2 separate regions of the Oryzias latipes genome follow, and region 2 is linked to region 1. Evidence: chromatin contacts called from public Hi-C data. All regions are on one chromosome and are shown on one strand. Each heading gives the region's core, a stretch centred on a gene start, on an enhancer-like site or on the middle of the called end of the contact. The rest is flanking DNA. Distances are from core to core; before and after follow the strand shown. Region 1 holds the start of sord (sorbitol dehydrogenase). Region 2 holds the start of sdhaf2 (succinate dehydrogenase assembly factor 2, mitochondrial).

Region 1 (7,100 bases), core at 3,276-5,775:
ATGTCTCTCTGGGAATCATGAAAGACTGTTGTCTATCAAAACGAAGTAAAATGTGCAAAACCACAGTATTTTCCATGTCTGTCATCTGAAACAGTCACAAACCCCAGATCCTTCCTGAATACCGGTACTCTAGATTACCTCTCTCAGGGTTCTTTGTTGGGTCTTTTTTTTTTCTTTTAACAAGTTTTCATATATACCAGGATTTATATTTAGAAACTGTTTTTTCTTACCACTGCTTTGTTGGAGTTAAATTTACCTTTTGTTTAAAGTCGGCATGGGCTGTGATTCAAAACAGACAAACTGTCGGAAGGATTTAAAACGTGGATGGATTCGAACGTTTAATTAATTTTTACCAGACTAAGACCGAAACCATTATATTAGTATAATCAAAATTAATAAATGGTCACCTAGTCCTATTGAACATTCAGTAAAGCAATTTAGGAGTAACCATACTTTAAACTAGAACAGAAGCATAGCTCTGTGGTTGTGTAATGTGTTTTCAAACAGGCTAAAACACAGTGATTTTACTGACATCTGGTGACAGGTGTAATAGAAGTGTGTCAGAAATCAATTAAACCGTAGGACCCAAAATGCAGGAGACAACGTTGGTGCGAGAAAATAAATGCTTTAAAAAGACAAAGCATGGCAGAGGATTTGACCAAAATGAGTTGAAAACAAAACACTCAATTAACTGAGGATGATTAACTGAAACGAACAGCTGTGGATAATTAGCAAATGAAACCGACAAGTGAGACTGTACCAAATAAGCTTGAAAACAAAACAGTACAAAAACAAAACACGAAAAACATTAAAAAAAATAAATAAAAAACCCACACAATTTTAGTGTAAAATATGAAAGATTGTAATAGCAAAAATCAAATAAAGACACAGCCAAGCGTGACCTTATGTTAAAGCCTCATAGTCACGCTGAAAAACAAGAGGGGAGGGGCGCTATTTCTCTTCTAGCAGAGCGATTACGTAAGCGGGATGCACTCGGAGGCAGGGCGCATTTTAAGGACTAACACCTGCTCAGACAGTCTTTACGCATGCCCATTCCAACACTTCCGGCAAAATTGGCGGGAAAAACAGCTCAAAATATATGTAATTTTAAACTAGCAAACATATTTGGGACTTTCCTATCAAAGTTATGTTTCAGTGTAGGACGGCCTGGTTTTCCAAAAGTGTGAATGAGGCACACCTCAAGTTTTGGGGTAAGAAATCTCTTTCCAACGGCTTCAAAACACAGATAAAATTGTGTATGTATTATTGTGTTATTGTAAAGTAATAATCTATTGTAAATATAGCTCCTCAAAAATACCAAAAATAAAAGTAAAAATTTTTGTTTTCACATGTAGCACAAAAGTATAGAAAGTTATATAGAAAATGTGATTTTTATTTTAAGTAAATAACTACACATTAAACTAAATGTCTAGTGTAGAAATTCGATCCTGCATATTTTAGATGCACCTGAACCCACATATTTGTGTGTGACCATAGGAGTACTATATATAGGAAAAATCAAGGTAAAATGTGGTAAATTTCCATTCATTGTGATGTCTTGGAAAAGGTTAAACTTTGAGTCTCCAAAGGACATGTAGAATAACACACACTTCTTAGATCTGCTTTGCTGGTTGCTTGTTTTGATGATACTTCTCTGGTAGTACAAGAAGGTGGGACCATCACAGGCTGGAGAAAAGCCGATTTCATCTTTAGTGAGGATGCAACATCCTCTGACACTTTAAGGTGAGACGAATGCTAGAATAAGAAAAAATAAAGAAGGGATACAAACAAATGGAAAAACCATTTCACATTTTTATTTCTTTTTTTAAGGATATTTGAGAGCAAAGATTTCCTCTGGGACAAAGTGACAGTTTTTCACAGCTTGTTCCTATTGACCTGTGAAAAAAGGCAGAGTGTGAAATCCGTATGCATTGGTCATTATGTGCTACCCCCAGTCCCAGTGCAGAACGGTGAGGATTACAACACGTTTATTGATTCACTGTAAGACACAAGTATATGGTATATACTTACTATAACTATATGAAGAAAGAACACTTTCACACAGCTTGTCTATGAAGATCATTATTGCCATCAGTGCTCATCTGTGGAAAAGCTGTTGCTTCATGTCAGGGAAAAAAACATTCAGAAAAATTGAAGCCATTGCAGATGTCCTAGATTTGCTTCTGGTACCTACAGGATATTTTTAGTTCTTGTTGTCTTTTAAGTGTATCAAGTTTTCTGTCTTTAGTTCAACCCCCCTCCCCCAAAAAGGTTCCTCCAGGCTTTAGCTATTCTTTTAGTTGTAACTAACTTAGTGTATTTCTATTGTTAAAGAGATGAGAAAGGCGGTTGGAAGATTGATTTGGGAGGGTGAAAGTGATCCATCAGTTACACAGGTAATTGTACCATTTAGGATAACATTTAGGACAGGTGGATTATGTAGGGTAATAGTTAAATATCCAAACTGACAATGTTTTTTTGCAGGAAAATTCAGTGAGTAGTAAATGCCTGGATGAGGAGAGCGGAGAAGAGCTCAGCGTAAGCAAGTGTGTTGACTTCACTGTGAGTCTTTGGAACTGAAGTGGAATTTGCACTTTTTTAATCCAGTCTTTGTGAACAGCTGTGAACCATCTGATGAAGATTCATCTCCTGAAAAGGAAAATCACCTAAGAAACAAAGCAAACGGTACTCTCACAGGTAAATTATTTGCACATCAAAGCTGCACTCTGGTCATCTTTTGTCCTGTTGTAAAAGCCTTCCCAGTTGTCTAGTTATGGTTATGCCATTTTTTTTTAACTCTTGATTTCTAGAACAAGGTTTTTGCAGAGTGACTGTAGTTTATTATAGATTGTTGGTGGGACTGTTGGTGCAGAGCCCCCCCCCATCATCCATAACTGAGACACATATGCATATATGTACACTCTCTTCTGCTAGCTTACAGCCCCAACACCATCAGACGTACATACGAAGACATGCATGACAAACATCAGAATGGAGCGGAGTAGTTAGCTTGTGACCTTCCCAGCGTATTTTCTATGTCACAAATACACTCGTTTTCAAAGGTCATGTTTTTCACCTGCTCCTGTGATTGCACTTCCTTTAGGTCAGGAGCCGAGCAGCAGCGTTCTGGATGAACAGCAGTTGTCTCACAGCACATTTACTGAGGCCATTTTGTTCATCTTACTACAGATAAAAGTGTGAATAAGTCTTTGTTGGTTTGGTTTGGTATTCTTTTTATTCTTTAGTGATACTAAAAGTGTTTATCTTTATTTAAAATAGGTCAAAAGAACATATAAAAATGGTCAACTTATCTGTTTTTTAAAAGACAAAAAGATTTTTCCTTATCAACTTATATGTTAAAGTAACAAGATTTCAGTTCATCTGGAAGCAGTTAAGCAAAATCTTTTTCAGATTTAAAGTTTTTTTTTTTATGGCTCATCAAGTTAGATCAATTTATAATAAGCCTATTTTTAAAAAGTGAACGTCTATATTCTAAATTTGAATATTGTCCCTGTTGATTGTTATTTATTGATTCATATGAAACTCCCCAAAAAAATTGATGGAGGTTTGCTTGTTTCTTGTTTGGTTCCATCAGGGTACATCAGCATGGACAGCCTGCAGAAATATTCAGGTGAACTGAGTGATTATTATCCAAAGCATTTCCCATGCTTGAACTGTGGAGCCTGCGTCTGTTTGACCCCCCCCATAACCAAAAGAAAGGCTGACAAAAAACTTGACACAATCTAAAAATGATGGACGCTGTATTTTGTCACAGTACAGTGTTTATAGCAGTGGTTATTAAACATTTATGTTAAGGTCCATTGTTGCCAAGCTGGGCCTTTTGGAATGCCTACATTTGGTTTTACAAAAGCATTTGATTGGTTGATTTGCAAGAAACCAGTTTTTCTTCCTGTTTCTAAGTGAAATAAGATCAACCTCTGCTGTTTAAGATTATTTAAGATCAACTATCGAGAAATAAAGTTTTTGTTAGACCAGATACCTTCTGAGTTGTTATTTTGAGTCTCTTTACTTGTTTCTTCTTTGTTTGATTTGATTAAACCAGCCATCATTGTTATCATTTGTTAGGCCAGTTTCTACCAGAATCCCAAAGAGCTGATGCAATAAACCAGTTTCTCAGTTTAAATATCACTTGTCTCTTCTGTATGATTTGTACTGAAAAGAAATGGAAACATGTCATTTTAAAAACTATGCAGAAGAATGATTATTTGTCTTAATAGGTTTACATCCTGGTTCTGTCTGTTTGTCAGTCATTGGCTCTGCCCAAAAGCCAGTTAAAATTGTTAAAAATGTTCGATTTTAGTTAGCTTTCTAGTGAGTTAAAATTAACACCTCAAAATGTTCATTTTTTTATAACGACTGGTACTTTTACTAAATAAAAAAAAGCGGACTAAAGGAATTTCCAAAGCGGTTTTCAGACATCAATGGATTCGCGCTCACCCCTCTTAAATGGACTCTTCCGCTTCTAGCTGACCAATCAACTGCTCTGTTGTGAGAGCAGCCCCGCCCTCCGAGACTGTTCTTACGTGAGGGTCGTGTATGTGTTTTGACACTGACAGCGTCTGACGAGCTCTAAGACTCTGCCCTGAAAGATCCACGCTCGACGACTTTATTTTGTCCGCGTTAGGCTTCCGTCATGGCTCAGGAGAATCTGTCCGTGGTCCTACACTCTAAGGGAGACCTCAGGCTTGTACGAAACCCCACATTCTTATGACAACTTTCGCGTTCGGCTTGCAGTTCAGTTGGCACGCACTGAATGGCTTTGTTTTCTTCTGAAACGTTTATTGTTTGCAGGAAAACCGCCCCGTGCCGGAGCCAGGACCGAATGGTAAAGAAAGTCTTTTTTTGGGAGGGGGGATGGGGCTGCATGTAGAATTGTGTTGTAAGCATGGAGCATTCAGAGCACCTCATTGATCAGTTCAGAGTCCAAGCCTCCGCAGGGCTTCCTTTACTCTCACTGTAGCAAATGCAGTAAAAAAGACAAGAAAGTTTGGTTTCAAAAGATCAAATTCGTCCACTGGAAATTAAATCCTTTTTTTATTTTGTTATTTTTATGCGTGTGACATATTTTTTAACGGAAAATTTACAATAGACAAGCTTTAGATTTGCTTCTTTCTTCTCAACTTCAGATCAGTTGAAAAATCCTTAAAATAATTGTGATGACTTCCGTTTGTAAAATGATCCTAACATGAAAAAGAACAAGACTGACTGTCATGTCTTGCATGTAGATGTTTTGCTGCAGATGCACTCTGTTGGAATTTGTGGATCAGACGTGCATTACTGGCAACATGGCCGAATTGGGGACTTTGTGCTCACAAAGCCAATGGTCCTGGGACACGAGGCTGCAGGAACAGTGGTGAAAATTGGCTCCCAAGTCAAGCACCTTAAAGTTGGTGAGTGCAGCCTGTTTGGTCTGATTTTTTTCCCCATTTAGAAAAAGCTTATCAGATATGATATCTGCACCTGGTCTATAGGGTTTCACAGATTATTTAGATATGTTTATCTGTTTTGTATTATTTACCGCCCCATAAAGGACTCAAACAAAGTGTCTACCTTTAGCCTTATCTTTTTACAATGCTATCATCAGTTCATACTACAAAGGAGTCAGTTTTTGCACAGTCTTCTTGATTTTTCTTAGGGGACAGAGTGGCTATTGAACCTGGCGTACCCCGCGAGATGGACGAGTTTTTCAAAAGTGGACGATATAACTTGTCCCCCACCATCTTCTTCTGTGCCACACCTCCAGATGACGGAAACCTGTGCCAATACTACACGCACAGTGCCAACTTCTGCTACAAGTAACAGTCTTTTCAACATTGCATTTAGGCCTGCACTATTTATCGCAAATTTATCGCTATCACGACTTCAAGCTGTGCAATATCCATATCGCAAATAGTCAGCAAAAATCGCAATAAATGGTAAACCTTAAATGTGCTGAAACAATCTCCATGGCAACTTGAACTATTTAATAAATTAAATAAATCCCTGTAAGCATTTGAGCAATCAGATGAAGCCCTTCATGTTGTTGACCAATCGGATGGAGCTTTTCTGTTAGATGTTGCCCTCCTAATTAGAGGAGGGTCATTTGGAGAATTTGGACTTTTATTTAAATGAAACCTTTGCAGTGATATGGAAATGTTTTTGCTATTTGTTAATTTATCGCAAGTTATATTGTCTTCGCAATATTGATCACTAATATCGCATATCGTGAGTTTTCCTCATACCGTACAGCCCTAACTTCATTACTTCACACCAAGGACATGATGCCATAAATGCCTCTTGCTTAACAAGCAGGTTTTTGTCTGACACTATTTCTGTCCAGATTGCCTGATAATGTCACCTTTGAGGAGGGGGCCCTCATTGAGCCTCTCTCTGTGGGGATCCATGCGTGCCGCCGGGCGGGAGTGACCATCGGGAGCTCCGTGCTCATCTGCGGTGCAGGTAAACTGAACTCAGATTAGTATCACTGTCTAAGCCAGTGATGATCAGTCAGCTGAATCCCACAGAATATTATAAACTGATGCCTGAAGCCATCTCTCCATGTCTGCCACATAGGGCCCATTGGGCTGGTCTGCTTACTTGTGGCAAAGGCAATGGGAGCTTCTCAAGTCGTCATCACTGGTAACAAAAACTTTTTAAATTGAAATCTGGAAAATTGACAACAGTTTAAAAATTGAAATGGTGTCAATGAATTGGAAGTCAAAGTGATTAAATGTATTTGATTAATTATCACCCCAAACGTTTTCTATCAACAAAACATGTTATATTTTGAGTTCTTCATTTAAGTGGGAAGAGCTGCTAAGCCACTCCAGGTAATTGTTAACCCCATCAGGAATGTTAATGTTTAATGTTTCAGTGTTAAATCTTCAGGCCTCTGACAGTGACATTAGAAAAAACATTCTAACAAAATGTTTAAACATACCTGCATTCAGTTACTGTCACCTGTAACAAGCCTCTCTTTGTGTGTTCAGATTTATTCCCGGACCGCCTGGCCAAGGCCAAAGAACTGGGTGCAGACTTCCAGGTGACGGTCAGCAAAAGCGATAGCCCCCAGCAGCTGGCCAAAAAAGTGGAGGACCTGC
Region 2 (7,100 bases), core at 2,331-4,830, 170 kb after region 1:
AATTTGAAAGTAATGAATCACAAAATTCCGATACATTTTCACAATAATAAATGCAATCCCGACTACACGGATGGTGAAATAAAAGAATCCAAGGGCTGGCTAAGAAATATATTTCCATGTGTCATTCACATCTATTTTATTTCATGCTGCTGAAGTAACACTGCTGACATTCCAAGTATTTTTCTGAAGATCTATTCCACATATCAGCATCCTTGTAACGAGTCGGAGAAGATCCAGAGGGTCACTGACTTTCCTTTTCCAGATACTCTAAGCTGGGTGCATCCAGCCTCTGTTCGTGGTTTCGGTTCTTTGTGAACTCCTTCAGCATGTCCATGACTTCACCTTGATACACCTCTGGTGTTGGATGAGCTTCTAGAAACAGAAGGTGGACAAGATTTGTTGTTTTTTCCAAAATATTGTTTGTACTTCTAAAATCTTTTACTGGATCCAAGAAGAAACAGAGAGGCAGATGGGTACACAACAGGGAGCCTGTCGGAGATCATCTCGGTTCAAATTAGGACAATCTGAAAATAGTATCACGGATGGCAGACACAACGAGAATTAAATATGAATTGTGCTCTTGGTGAAAATAAGAATATTTTTCTGTATATTGGTAATAAAGACACTACACAGGATTGTGTCCCTCTTAATATGTAATCTTGAAATGTCCTACTATGGATGCCCATGTGTGCCTCCGATATAGGGATTATTAATTAGATGAAAGTTTGTGTGCTCTACAGTGAAGCCTCTGCCAAAAAATGATGCCAACATAACAAATTTTAATATTTTATAATGTCAACAATTCACATAATGACAATGAGTGGCTTTTATCCTCAATTTTACCTTTTTTATTGACGTTTTAAATGACTCTACTTTTCTTTGATGTTCCAAATCAACTGTCCTTGATCTCTACATTTGTATTTTTTGTATAAAACAGCAGCCAAGATTTGAACCCCCAAACTTTAATTATGCTGAGAACAACGAAACTGTTATAAAAACATGGACATTCAATGATTTGAAATTGAATTGATTTTGTCCTCATGTTTACAGTATGAGCTAAATTTGTCTCAGATCAAAATCCATTGACTGCTTAACAGCTATTTTAAGTTTTATTGTTTGGGTCTAAACTATTCTCATTTCACGCTGGAGCTAGAAAGCTTTTAAGTTATAAATGAAATGTCCCAGAAATTAACAAACACAAGATTAAAAAAACAAGAGAATGAATATCTTACCTGTGGCCCAGTAGTAGATGTCCCAGTCATTGCTTGGTTCATTAATCAGTCTGTCGTACTGCAGCAGCTGACTTTCTGTCATTGTATTCAGGTATCGCTTTGCAAAAAGACTACAAAAGAAATTAGAATGCATTAAACCCTTTACTCACTTCCCTGAATAGAAATTCATAGATACTCCGTAGAGATGATTTCATTGCACATGAAAGAACCTTTCGCAATGACGACAAAGTAAAGGAGGAAAATTAAATTTGTTGAAAAAAAAAAAAGCCCAAACAATTGTCCAAAAATATACAAAAACTAAATCATGGGAACGGTGTTTTATTAAGGAAATACTTTATCAAGGAAATATTTGTTTAAGACGACAGTAAGTAGAACCTGCATGAAACTGCAAAAAAAAACTAAAATAACTAAGGACAATTACAGTCTAATTCATGGCGTATACTTATATAGCGCTTTTCTACCTACAAGGCACAAAGTGTTTTACAGTCACAGACCCAGTCACACACACATTCACACACTGGTGGCGGCTCCGCTGCCAAACACTGGCGCCAACCTCCCACCATGGGCAAGATCGGATTCAGTGTCTTGCCCAAGAACACATCGACTCATGGGCGTGCAAGGCGGGAATCGAACCTGCAATATTACGATCATGGGTCGACCGCCCTACCGCTGCACCACGGCCCCCCAAATTCATGCAGAATTCATGCAGAATAATTCATGCAGATGTCGTAAGGAGAAATTCTGAAACAATAGGTCTCTGGGATCTATTGTACCAGACTTGACATCAACCTGAGCAAGATGCAGTTCTCCAACATGCCCCTCTTGCGACTTTCATAAAGAAGCCGGCGTCTCTTGATGTTGATGGGCTCGTCTGGCTTTTCCAGCCATGGAGGCAAAGGGATCTCAATCAGGTCAAACTTATTGTCATCAGGAGCGTCTCCACGGTAACCACGGGATGAAACCATCCCTGTGATGGCTGGTCTCCATGATGCCTGACACAGTCCTGTTACAAGCTGGAATGAATCACACACAAAAAAGGACATCAGAGAAACACCTGAGTATTCCATTGTAAACCTATGATAAGTAAAGACATTTGGGTTGTTTTACTTTTCAAGTAAGGAAAATGAATTTGCAGGATAAGTAGCTAAGCTGAGTATGGGGGTTGTCATAGTCTACCTCCAGAATTTAATAGTTTTGGAGGATGGAATGGTATTTCTGACCACGACATCAATGAACACTTGTGGGAACAGTTTGGGGGTACTGCTTAAGCCACAGTGACCAACGCAACCACGTAAACCGACTTGCAACAAACGCCGGATGAAAGATGAAGTGCCAGCTGCAGCAGTGTGCAATGATGCTAATGAGCAGCACGAGGAGGAGTCAGGCTGTTGTGACTGTATACGCTTCTTCCACACACTTTATAGCCTCTTGTATCTTAAATGAACAGGTACTTTGTTGAAATGTCTTGGTTGTTCAAACTTAAATCCTCTTCTGCTTTGCCGCTCATTACACACAAGCATTTTACTTAAAAGCGTAGCACTTTAAAAAAAAAAAAAACTTTTTTCTAACAAGCACACCATTCCTTTTTGAGCTAAGTTTATTTACCTTTCAACGTGATGTCATGTTATGCAATCACTCTTTTAGCCCGTTTCATTAAACTTTGTTTAGGGATAGAAAAGGGCTACACATTTAAACGTTTTTTGCTAAGACTTTTTGTAATGTTTACTGGACAATAATCAAATCAAACTTTATTTATATAGCACCTTTCCTATTAAAAACGTACGAAAACTGTTTTACACTAAATCACTAATGTTACACGAATGTCTTTAATAGCTCATACTTTGCCTAGCATATCTAAAAGTAAAATTTAATTAAATTTTAAATTATAAGAAGTTTTGATCATTTTTGAAAAAGCTCTCCAGCAAGCAGAAAGTGACATTAAGCCAAGAGCACTAACATCAAACAATTCCCCTCAACTAAGATATTCTTAGGTAAAACATATACATATAATCAAGGATTTAAATCAAGGACATTACTTTTGTCTTCTCCGTTTCTGTACGAACAACGATGTTACACTTTGTTTGGTTTGATAAAACACGGTCGTCGACGAGACAATTACATAGCAGGGAACAATCTCTCTCAACGTGCTTTTTAACCCACTCTAAAGTCTGACTGTTCGGCAACCGTGTTTTAAACAAGTAAATAGTAAGTCAAGGAAAAACTCACTCTTTTCGCCACAAGACCAGACAACATCTTCACCTTCCTTGTGTAAAGTTGACAGATTGTTGTGCAATTACACAAGCAAATCTGTGCGTCGCCTTCAAAATTCCGACTGAAAACTCACGTTGGCGAATTTTACATAACTACAGACACTTTAAAGGCACTCATTCACGTAATTATGCCCAACTTCATGAAAAAAACATTTTTAAATGTCGGAATTGCGTTACTCTAAATTTTTGGTGTGTAAATGCAACTGTTTTAAATCAAATCGTAATAGGAACTTTAAACTAGGAACTATGTGTGGAATTTACTTTCTTGCCGGTTGGTAGTCACTGGTGCGTTCACGTTTTCACTGAAATGCTAAAACGTTAGCAGTAGCCAATCAGCAAGCGTGTATTCAGTAGTCTGGCATGGAATTGTTGTGCATTTAACGTGAAACGTAGTACACGTTTTATTGATTATTGATTTAAAAAGCCAATTTAGATCATTTAAATTCCGGTTTATTGCGTTTGGTGGTAGTTATCAGGTGAATTGTTCGCAAGCCTTCCGCAGCAAACGTTAACATTGTTTTAACTGTTAATGCTAGTAGTACTAGCGGTGCCTCAATTCACAAAGAAAGAGAATTTCTACAGACAGTGCTTGTAAAAACAGACTGTAAATTTTGTGGGCGGAAAAAAACAGCGCGAACTGCACATCCGAGGTTCTCGGAATGGCTGCAACACAGCTTGCAGCCGGATCATCCAGCACATCACAACAAGACCTCGATGACATATATGATGGCTTGAACGAACCAGAGGTACGCTAAAAACATTTTCAGAGTCAATAATAGAAAAAAAAACATGCACCTAGTTCGTTATATTGATACCACTTCGTTTGTGACAATGTATTTTCTGACAATATACGAACAAAAAAACAACAACTCGGATTTCTTAAGAAATGAGGAAATCAACGGTCACACTAAAAATATGAGGGTAACCTTACAGTTACCGTATATTTTAGAACAAATTGCTAGTTTAAATCCCTATTTCTTTTGACCATTTGAAAATATAAATTGTATGTTCATACCAGTGAGATCCTGAATTTGACATTTATCTCATTGTGTTTACTGCAGCTGTCTATGGACAAATGATATAAAACTATGCCTGATTTTTTTTATTATTATTATTCTTTACAGGATTTTGATAAAATTGCAGAAGCAAATGAACTTTTTGATGCCGTTTTAACTGGTTCTGTCAATCAAGACAAGAAGACATATATCAAAGAGGATGCTGCGCAGCACGCCCAAACAAAGAAAGATGGTAAATCCATCCAAATGGAGAAAACAGCTCAAGGAAATTCAAAGAGGAGACTGGCTATCTATATTGGAAATTTTCCCTGGGTAAGTCTGTAAAAGCGAAAGTAGAATTTAGCATTGAGCATCAGGTGGGTGCAGTCATTTTCCTCCTGTTGATGAGGTCCAAAGCACCTTATGGTAAAAGAGGCACCTGTTGCTAAAATTAAAGAATCGTATTGTTATAATAAATGGAAGAAAATTAAAATGTTTTTTTCAAATCTTATATTTGACTTTTTGATAACGTTTTTACTTTTTCTTAAAGGTGAAACTTTCTTCCTGCTTAAAAACACGACACTTGTAATTTCTTCTATGTGTGTAAGACAAACAGTAGTTAATTAATTTAAAAAAAAAAAACAATTGGTCTCTTGGTTTGGATGTAATTTACACAGTTATATGAAAATCCTGTGACAAATTTTAATATTCATAAGGAAATTAGAAATGCATTTTTAAAAATGATAGTCCAACAATTTCCTTAATGTTTCTTTGTTGTTTTTTAATTCGTATTTAGCTTCTTTCTTTTATTGCTTTTACACATAAAACATGGTTCTTGTTAGTAACCACCTCGGTGGCTAAGCCTCTGCCCTCAAACTAAAAAGCCAAAGACTCAGAGTTCCTCCTTACTTGGAAGCCAGCAGATCTACCCTGTACTTTTGCAGGTGTAGATCTGCCTTAACTGTATGTTAGCTTTGTGTTTATACTACAATCTTTTTGTCCATGTTTATCTTGTCTTCTAACCGTTTGTGGTTTTCTCCATTCAATCTTTTCTGTATCTGCAGTGGACATCTGACAAGGACCTCATGAGCATGGCTCAGAAGCTTGGCGTGAAGGACGTCACAGAAATCAGATTTGCCGAGAATAAAATCAATGGCCAGTCAAGAGGGTGACTTGCTTTTGAGAGATCTTTTACATTATTTCTATCAAAAACTACATGTTACAACTTGGTTTGGTATTTATATTGTATTTGTTTTTTCAATTTACATGCTTTGATGTTGCCTCTCTGTTGCAGCTATGCAGAGTTAGTGGTTGAAACAGAGGAGTCCCTCAAAAAAATGCTGGAAAGAATACCAAAGTGTAAAATCAACGGAGAAAGGATAGACTGTCGCTTTGCCACCCGCCAGAATCTCGTTATGTTTGAGGATGTTGCAAATAAGCGTAAGAGCACCACGAAATTAAGGGAATAAAACATTTATATCAATATATGAATACCAGTTTTTACTAACAGTGTATTGTCCACAGGTATACCTCTGCGCCTCAACTCAAGTCCCAAAGAACCTAATCTGGCAGAAAACTTTCCAGCTCCGTTTTCATCACAAGAGTCCAGTCCTTGCCCCGCTCCACTGCCACCGCCACCGCCATTTCCACCTCACCTACCTCATCCACCTCATCCACTTGCAAACAGCTTCCCTTCATCCCCAGTTCCTCCTTTTCCTTTCCATCCACCTCCACTCTTCCCACCAATGGCTCCAGGAATGTCACAACTTTCACCACCCTGTCTTTTTCCTCCTCAAATTCCCCAATGCCCTGGACAACCCTCTCCTAGTTTTCATTTAAATCCTGCATTCTTCAACCCACAAGATGGATACAACAACAATGCATACAGCCAACATAAGTAAGAAACTCATCTCATATCTCCAAAAAAAAATGTTCCTTTTGAGAATTTCTTTGAGATCAAACCAACACAACCAGGAATAGAGCAGGCTACATATCAAAATGTCTGATTCCCCTCAAATGGAATACGCTTAAAGTTGTTATTTTTCATTATATTTGGCAAGTTTTGTCTGAAGTAACTGATTTTGTCTTCGCTGTACAATAACTGCTGTTTGTCCAAAGATCACATGTTCCAGATGGAGATTTCGAGGAGCTAATGAACAGAAATCAAACCATTGCCAGCACTGCAATCACAAAAGCTGTGTCTGGAGCCACAGCTGGTAAGTTCAACTTATGAAATTCTAAAGTAAAGTGCAAGACAGAACGCTCGTGGGGAAAAATTAAAACGGAATGCACAGTTTCTAACCTGTTAGTTCCTAGAGACTGTTGAGTAGCTGAATATCACTATAAAATATTTATGATATTGTTTTAGCTTTTGCTGAGAGTGCAGTGTTTAGTAAATCCAAAACAGAGAGCTGACATAAAGGAAATTATTGATATAAGGCTTTTTGATGTTGAATTTTTTTATTACGATGTGGTATATTGCCTCTCTGCAGATCATCTGTTGTTCTTCCAGGCTAGATGGAGAGCATCTTTAAATCTCACTTTTACAAAAAATGTTTCCCCTGACATGGTCAAGAAAACAAAGAGATTTATCTCTGAGACAT

The links. A called contact is a pair of places that touch in the nucleus more often than the background predicts.
Region 2: a contact with region 1 is called in a Hi-C map of embryo, with 2.1 times the contacts expected there. The contact joins the promoter of sdhaf2 here to the promoter of sord in region 1. A contact is called at or near these places in 4 of 5 Hi-C or Micro-C datasets (embryo, fibroblasts and gastrula embryo).

What each region holds. Positions count from the first base shown.
Region 1 is chr3:18,679,171-18,686,270 of ASM223467v1, forward strand. sord (sorbitol dehydrogenase) reads left to right here and starts at 4,526. Exons shown (of 9, transcript XM_004067027.3): 1 at 4,526-4,708; 2 at 4,813-4,846; 3 at 5,247-5,411; 4 at 5,657-5,816; 5 at 6,341-6,459; 6 at 6,574-6,639; 7 at 6,990-7,100. The coding sequence starts at 4,655. terb2 (telomere repeats-binding bouquet formation protein 2) reads left to right here. Exons shown (of 8, transcript XM_020713639.2): 1 at 1-1,211; 2 at 1,662-1,743; 3 at 1,831-1,970; 4 at 2,335-2,396; 5 at 2,485-2,546; 6 at 2,621-2,697; 7 at 3,104-3,195; 8 at 3,596-4,709. The coding sequence starts at 1,148. The coding sequence ends at 3,640.
Region 2 is chr3:18,852,061-18,859,160 of ASM223467v1, forward strand. It overlaps sdhaf2 (succinate dehydrogenase assembly factor 2, mitochondrial), which reads right to left and starts at 3,581. Exons shown (of 4, transcript XM_004067025.4): 1 at 3,459-3,581; 2 at 2,022-2,245; 3 at 1,233-1,342; 4 at 1-372. The coding sequence starts at 3,485. The coding sequence ends at 242. cpsf7 (cleavage and polyadenylation specificity factor subunit 7) reads left to right here and starts at 3,772. Exons shown (of 9, transcript XM_004067024.4): 1 at 3,772-4,248; 2 at 4,627-4,830; 3 at 5,562-5,665; 4 at 5,792-5,937; 5 at 6,022-6,394; 6 at 6,616-6,713. The coding sequence starts at 4,162.